Regions from separate parts of the Mus musculus genome. Here region 2 is linked to region 1. Evidence: chromatin contacts called from public Hi-C data. All regions are on one chromosome and are shown on one strand. The core of a region is the stretch at or near the end of the contact, and the rest is flanking DNA. Distances in the headings are between cores, read along the strand shown. Region 1 overlaps Trpm3 (transient receptor potential cation channel, subfamily M, member 3). Region 2 overlaps Mamdc2 (MAM domain containing 2).

Region 1 (3,947 bases), core at 869-3,368:
TCTCCGTGCCGTGTCCAGGTTGGTGTGTGGCGCATGTCTTCAGGCTGACTGGATCTCATATCCATCCGGACCTGAGGCCCTCCCTGCCCAGGGTCTACCAAGCCCATGCTATGGATGTACCCCGTGTGGCTCCTTCCAGCTCTGCTCATTCACACACACACCTCAGATGACTCATTCCTAACTTGATGCACGTGCTCCATTAATCTAACTCTGGTTGTTGTGACTTCTAAGTGGCTGGACCCATTTCATGTTGGGGGGGGGGGGAATTATCACTTCCTTAACCAGGACTGATCAATGTGAATATGCAACGGGACCCGCAGAATGGGTTACTCCCACCAACGGCAGACCTCAGAATGGAGGGCAACTATAGTGCACTCACTTCTGGGAGGCAGTGGTACCTAACTGTAGCTTTTTTCTTTTGGTCTACATTTTATCTTCCTGTTATTTAGACAGAAGTTACCTATAAAGCCAAAGACGGTAGGATGAGACGAGACTTGTAAGGTTACTTTCCAAATGTGCTTAAAAACTAAAAAGAAAAATATGGAATCATATTCTTTAAAAGAAAAATCACAAAATAACAAGTACATTTTTCTTCTATGCCATTTTGGACTAACATAACATATAGACTAAATTATCGAAGAGGTTAGAGTTTTGCTTCAGCTTTGGAAGCAGAGGGCTGCAAGGGTGTGTTTGGAAGTAGAAGATGATGAAAACAATGAAGGGAACGGAACCATTTTTACCCTGGAGGCTAAGCTTCATCCTGACCTGATTCCTGGGAACTGAATTTGCTATTGTTGGCTGGTTAGTTGGTTGGTTGATATTTGGGGTTTGCTTTGCTTGGTTTTTGTTTTGTTTTGTTTTGTTTTGTTTTGTTTTGTTTCCATATAACCTATAATTGATTTTCAAAAGCCATGCTACATATGATACTTGGCATGGTTATTTTTTCCAGATAACCTCTCATTGGCATTGAGTACTCACGCTCCATACTACCTTGCTAAGCTCCAGCTAAGGGCTACCACAGTGACTTGAAGTCTGGGGTGTTTATACCAATATTGGCCTGTGGCTGTAGCTCAATGGTAGAGTTTTGCTTTACACACAGGAAGCTCTGGGTTCAATACCCAGTGCCACAAAAATAATTATTTCATTTCATTATATTAAATACACCACTACCAATTACAACATTCTTCTGGGAAGTCTCACTGCGTGTCTCTGAGGGCTAGCCAGGACTCCAGAGGTGCCTGAGTGGAAAACCCACTAAAAAGGCAGAAGAACAACAGAATCAATAAATTCTCAGCAAGGTTGGCACCAAGACTGGAACAAAATTTAAACGGATGGCTTTGTGTCAGCCCAGAAATCTGGTTTGGTGGCTAGGTTGCTTGGAAGTTCACCTTTATTAGCAGAAGAGACAAGGTGTCTCTGGCACGCTCTAGCCTCTTGCTGGGTGGAACTTCTTCTTACTCACAGGGCATCCTGCTATATATTCACATTTCCCAGGCTGCACCGAGGCAGAAGAGAAGTGAATCATGCTCTTGAATGCATTAAATACAGGTCTAAATTTAGTCCTCCTTTCTGCCTCTCCGGGTATTTTTACAAGTTTAGATAGTACTTCGGAAGCAGACTGTCCAGGACTTATATTTTCACCATGACAACGTAACATTACCTAGCCATTTCTACTCTGAATTAACTATCCAATCTTCTTAGTACATGGGTCAATTTTTTTTCCTTACTGCCTGGGGCTTCTTCATCTGAAATTAATAGGTAATATGAAGGAGGAGACGGGGATTTGTTTTGTTTTGTTCTTAATTGACTGGTTGACTGCAACATTTTGCTATTACTATAATCCCTTGCTCTTTGGTATCCAGGATGTCTCCGTGGCTTTGACTCAAACAAGCATGTGTGTGCAGAAAGCTCAAGTACTGTCCTGAATTGCTTTTCTGTCTCCAATTAATTATTCCCTGATTTGGGTAAGGAAGTAGGACAGCTCAAGTGTCTGAAATACACTTGCCATGGGGAAGCAAGGGACACCAAGAGCCAGAAGGGTGGCGAGCAGGGTGTGTCTCGGTCATGTCACTCCAGTTCTCAGGACTCAGGGCTGGACTTCTGTTTGGAACTCCAGACTGACCTCTGATGGCCTCAAAGCACACTGATGCCTAACAGCTATAGCATGCGGCATGTTGCCCAACCAGGAGAAGTACTCTGGGAAAAGAAAGCTGGGGCCAGTGCCAACAACCGGGGGGTGGGGGAAGGAAGGGAGATCGTTTCATTAGGTTTTATTTTCACAAACTGCTAAGGAAGCTAGCCAACACTGGGATGTCCCTGAAACAGTCAGCCCACACTATAAAGAAGAGCCACGTGAATTGCTTACTAATACGAAACCTGGGCTCATGAGATTTACAGAAAACAGAGAGATCTGCCTTCGGTCTCTGCTGTGAAATCACATGAATTCTGCTGTCATGTTATACACTGTATTTGGTCAGAGGTGGGACTCTATTTAGAGTCCACTCTTCATTCAATGGGTATTTTTTTTTTCTGCCTATGAGCTAGAAACCAGAGTCTTTAGGCAAACATGGAAGAGACGCTGCCCTCGAGGAGCTTACAGTTCAGCAGGGGCAAACTGCCATTGACAACCGATGTACTGAGGCAAAGCTCAGAGGCGCGGAGTTGGGGCATGGTGTAATAGATGAGGACCCAGCAGAGAAGAAGCAGGCTGAGCAGAGCCCCCTGAAACACAAGCAGATGTGTGCTAGGCAGATGGGAGCAGGGGGTGTGAAGAAAGAATAGCTTTCCAAACTGAGACCTAGAGTGGCAAGCTCTAGGCACAGAAAATGATCGAGGATGGCTCACTGTAAAGTGAGAGGTAGGAGACAGGAAGCAGGACAGATGGGTGTGGAAGGAGAGGGGAAGGGAGAAGGAGAGGGAGACCCTGGAGAAGGAGGAAGGAGACATGAAGAAGGGGACAGGAGAGATGACAGAGCACTCCTCATGGAACTGGTAATGAAGAAGAAGGACAGTATGAAACCAGAGGAAGATAAAAGCAGAAAAACCTGGTCCAAGACCAGATGGTACAGAGGGGATAAAAGAAGTGGGTGGAGATTCAAAATGAGGGGATTGGAGCTCACCCTGAGATTCCTGACTTAGTCTAAAGTATAAAAACCACTTACTGAAATACTTGGGGGGAGGAGGAATATACCCAGGGCTGGTGTCTCACTAGGGTTGGATTGAGTTTGTAGATTCTATAGAGCCCAGACGTGCAGCTCAATAGGATGACCTGGACTGTAAAACAGAATAAATTTTAAAAGGAGAACTCCATGATTAGCATTGGCTATTCTTGCAGAGAACTCAAATTCAGTCCACAACACCCATAGCGGACAGTGCACAAACCCCTATTGCTCCAGATCCCAGGGTTCTGAAGCCCTCTTTTTGCTTCCACGGGTACCTGTATGCAAGTGGTGCCCAAACAGACAAGCAGGCAAACACACACATACATGAATAGAGATTAACTGATCTCATTAAAAAAGAGCTGAAATGGAAATGCAGATTTTAGGATCAAAATGTCTCTTCGTGTCAAAGTCATGGTGGATGAGCACAAGTAGAGGAGAGGCAGAAGCAGGATATGAAGAACACAAGAATCGTAACAGTGCCAGGAGAGCCAAGAGAAAAGGGTCAACCCGGCTGAAGTTTAGAAGAGTCCTTTGCAAAGTCATTGCTTACTTTTTGTTCATTTCTGGGCTATGGTTCCAACCTCCCCTGAGATGGAGAGTTCTCCAGCCATTTTTGGTGACCTGTCTTCAAAGGCTGGTTACTCTAGTTCCTTCAACAGAACACTTTCGATCCATCTTGGTTGGCATGACTTCAAAGCCCATATATTATCTATCCACTCTATTGGAACTCCTTCAAGTGAATTCTGGGTGACCTTACAGAAAAAGAGCTTCTGTGGGCTTAATACA
Region 2 (4,210 bases), core at 595-3,094, 420 kb after region 1:
AAGCTCTCCCATGGTTTTAACCTTTCTTGGGTGACTTGGAGTTGCGGTAACTCCTGGATGGTCAGCTTACTTACCCATTCATTCAAAGCTAGATCCTGAGCTCTCATTGTATGACGTACATTTAGAAGAAAGGCCCCTTGTTTACTTTCTTTGGGCCTCTTTCTTACACAGAGAGGACATTCAAGAAAAATTTGTTAGTCGGCTGACAGGCTGAAATAAAATGATTTTTTTTTTCCACGCTGGTTTCATATCTTGTGGGTCACAGAATTTATTGCATCTGTGAAACTTCCCTGAGTTTATGAGTTGTTAAGCCTGGGAGGTTACCGCCATTCCTCTGTATTCTCCTTGATTTATAGGGTCTGTTTTTGTCTTCTCATTGCTAGCAAAATCAGCTGCTGATAGCTCCCTGTGTCAGTCTCTGAGCAGGGTCAGCTGCCTCCATACCTCTAGTGAGCAGCCTGGCTTTATCCTGTGTTCTGCTAAGGCCTGAAGTATTGACCTTCCAGCCACAATGATGACTCTGGCACATCAATCTCATGTTTTTAAAATGTAATCATTGGTGTGTGTGTGTGTGTGTGTGAGAGAGAGAGAGAGAGAGAGAGAGAGAGAGAGAGAGAGAGAGAGAAAGAGAGAGAAAGAGAGAGAGAGTAGATGAAGGATGAGGGAATGAGGAGAGAAAGAGAGGGGGAAGGGGAGGGAAATAGGTAGATATAATTCAGAAAATGCAAAGGGATTGAAGGCTTAACATGCACCTGTCTGGGGGTGGGTGATACGTGTCAAATGCAGGTTGATCCGAACAGAAGGATAAATACACCATCAGCTAACCAGAAATCATTACCCACATCTAGCAACTAAAATGGACACAGGTAGTGCAGGTTCTACTGTACCTTTGTGGGCATAGGCTTCTTGAAACTGATTTCCGCTTGCATCCAAACACCCCTCGGGGACTCGAGCACAGACCAGATCTTCTCTTGAACCACATGGTTTTCTTCAAAGATATAAACGGCTAGGGTGTCACTCATTTTCAAAAACCCAAAGATGGCGTAATGAAAGCGCACACAGTACTGCATGTTTCCAGGGAGAGAGGGACCATAAAGTCTTCCGATGTAGCCAGGCTGGGATGTAAACTTAGTGTTGGCCAGCAGGTAGTGCCCTGTGAGGAAAACAAACCACTTAGTGCTGTGGTTCTCAACCTGGGGGAATCCCAACCCGTTCGGGAGTCACATACCAGACATCCAGCATATCAGACATTTACATGATGATTCATAAGAGTAGCCAAATTACAGTTATGAAGTAGCAGTGAAATAATTTTATGGTTGGGGGGGGTCCCTACAACATAAGGAGCTGTATTAGAGGGTCACAGTATCAGGGAGACTGAGAACCACTGACTTAGTGCAACACCAATGTAGAATGAGCTCATACAGCCAGGTGGAAACCAGTTAAGGCAATGGGGTGTTCCCTCAAGACTACTTCCATAGGTTTTAAACCTTAATAGAGGCTTTCTAACGTCTGTGGTTTAAGTGACAAAAAAAAAATCTATACAATGTCCTTAGACCTGGATAGCAAATTAAACCTCTTAGAAATTCAAGTGGCTGTCATAAAGCAGTGTAGATCTTATAGTGTACAGACTCAGATTCATGTCATTAAGTAGGAACTATACTCTTTTTTTTTTTTTTTAATCACACAAAAAAGAATGAATGAGCTTGGAACTACTGGATGTCTCCTGCTGGGTCATAGTCAGTGTCAATCAAAGAGTTCACTTCCCCTGCTCTATCTGCAGTGGCCAGTCAGGAGGAGGGAAGGCAGGCTGGCCTGGCACCACGGGAGAGTTCTGGGCAGAACACACTGTTCTTTTGGTATACCTACATATTAAACCCGTCCCTGAAAAATCATGTTTCTGACCGGTTGGGCGCTGATGCTCCCAGATGCTGCGGCTGGGTTCAATTTCCTTGTTTCTTAGTTCTAAAAAACAGATTGGAATTTCTAGCAGCAACGGTCCCCTTACTACCAATCACACCCACACGGTCAAGCTAAAGCGGATCCACGTATGCGAAGTCAGGCAGCACACGACAGTTTCTCTCTTTTCTCATCTGTTCTCGGGGAGTTCTCTTCATGGCCTGTCAGTGTTTGCTTTAAGAATTAAAAACAAAACAAAACAACCCAAACTCATCCGTGTAAGGAGAGTCAGGGGGCTTGATCTCTCCCACACACGGGCAGGGCATGTGCGGACAGTGATAGGACTACGCCCGCAAGCCAGACTCCCAGGAAAGCCTCACCAGGCCCTGGATTCCAGCCTTCCAGCCTCATGACATGACGAAAAGCAGCTGTTGTGTAAGCCCCAGTCTGCGGTACTTTGTGAATGCAATGGACAAATATGGGTGGCCACAAGACAGCCAGACTTTTTTTTTTTTTTTTTTTTTTTTGTAACCTGAATATCATCTTTCTGTTTCTTGCTTACAGCCTTTCAGTGGCTTCTTACTGCCTTTCTAATAACCCCCAGTGCTTCCTCTGCTCTTTCAAATCCACCGTCTGCTATCCTCTCCATCTTCCACACCGTTCCTCTCTCTACGGGCAGACTGCCAGTTGGACTGGCCACCCGTCTCTACACTGAGAGACCTCATAGATGCTTGTCCTCTGTAGCTTCCATTGTAGAGACTACTCTTAAATCCCTAGCTAAAATGTCCTTCCACTATTCTCTCTCAGAGCACCGAAGGCCATCAGAACAGATCACCCCAAATATGCTGCTCTGGCACCTTGATGATTTTGAGCTGAAGGCACTGGAGGACAGTAGAGGCAGGAAGGGCTCTGTGCCCACTCACTTTCTATCTAAAGCAGGCCATCAAAGTTCCTATGAGCCTGGGCCACATCCTGTCCAGGATGCCGGTGTTGTAGAGCCTGAGACTACGCTGAAATGGATCTGTACAAACAAACCTCCTATGAAGCCCTTGCTTTTCATTAGTTTGCTCCATAGGTTTCCCAGTCACCACCTCACAGTTGACTCTCTCTCCCTTTCCTTGGTCTTGCTTCTTTCCACAACTTTACCATTCTTTGTTAAAAATGATACATAAGCTTTCAGGCCTATGTATATTTCTAGTTTTCATTTTCTATTTTCCTGTGAAGGCTCCCATGTGCATATAAAAATATGTTGTTGGAATGCTACAGTTTTCTCTTGGTAGTCTGCTTCTTGTCTGTTTAATTTTCAGCCCCAGCTACAGAAAGTACAAGAGAAGAGGACAGGTGCCCCCACCCTACCCCTCGCCCCACTCCACCCCCTGCTATGCTTACGATTATGTTCATTTGTCTATATGTTTATCTATCATTTCCTTTGCTCATTGAAATGCAAATGGAATCCAAGTGGATTTTTTTTCTGAAATGAAGAGCAAAACAGTTTCCAAAGATTTCTCTACTTAATGAACTGCAAATGCTTTGGGTAGCACAGTATCTTGAATTACAACTTTTAAAAATGGCCAAGCATCGCCAATCGTTACTTCTTTGTTCTTCCTCTTTTCTTATCTTTCTCTGAAATGAGGCTTGCAATTGGTATGGGAGAGCAAACCCAGGATGTGGGGCCTGCCAGGCCCCACTGACCAACCTGTTCCTGTCGTGTGGTCTCCGGCCCGATACATGTTTGCTTTTACTCTTACTCTGGTCCAACCCGGACCCTCTTTGTCTTGATAAAAGTTGCAGAGGCCTATCTCAAAATCGCAGCTGGTTTCCACAGCACTGAAAGGAAGCCCTGGACAAATGAGAACCAAAGTTACAGTCAGCCCGGATTCTCAGAGGACTCCATCAAACACTGGACAGATATGGCTACATTTGTGCCAGGGAGACTGAGGGAGAGATACACAGCAAAACAGGCTGACAGCTTTATCATCAAAACAGTGTTTTGACATGACAGGAAAATTGTTCTTTTCTTCTCTAAAAGGAGGGCAGCAGGCAGCTCTGATCACATTATCTACAAAAATAAACAAATACTAGGGATTTCCTTTGAGAACGCAAAGGCTGTGAACATTTACTCACAACTTTCAAATCGACCCCTACAACATTTAAAAGACAGAAAAAGGAGAGGATTTTTTTTAAAAAAGAGGCTCTTAAGTTCTAAGATGTGTTTTAGAACTAGTATTTTCCAGAGATAATTCCCCATTGTTGACTAGTCCCAGCATCAGAGCAGTTATGATTGCCATTCGCTGTAGGAACTGCTGCTCTTGAG

The links. A called contact is a pair of places that touch in the nucleus more often than the background predicts.
Region 2: a Hi-C map of uterus shows a contact between it and region 1, with 2.5 times the contacts expected there. A contact is called at or near these places in 2 of 484 Hi-C or Micro-C datasets (embryonic stem cells and uterus) and 1 of 130 datasets of targeted methods (embryonic stem cells).

Annotation. Positions count from the first base shown.
Region 1 is chr19:22,928,458-22,932,404 of GRCm38.p6, forward strand. The region is part of intron 22 of Trpm3 (transient receptor potential cation channel, subfamily M, member 3); the gene reads left to right. Gm52388 (a long non-coding RNA gene) reads left to right here. Exons shown (of 2, transcript XR_003952897.1): 1 at 1-2,857; 2 at 2,936-3,947. Among named protein-coding and RNA genes, the nearest start is that of Gm52388, 3.7 kb to the left of the region's middle.
Region 2 is chr19:23,349,712-23,353,921 of GRCm38.p6, forward strand. It overlaps Mamdc2 (MAM domain containing 2), which reads right to left. Exons shown (of 14, transcript NM_174857.3): 8 at 3,593-3,736; 9 at 888-1,153. Among named protein-coding and RNA genes, the nearest start is that of Gm41821, 52 kb to the left of the region's middle.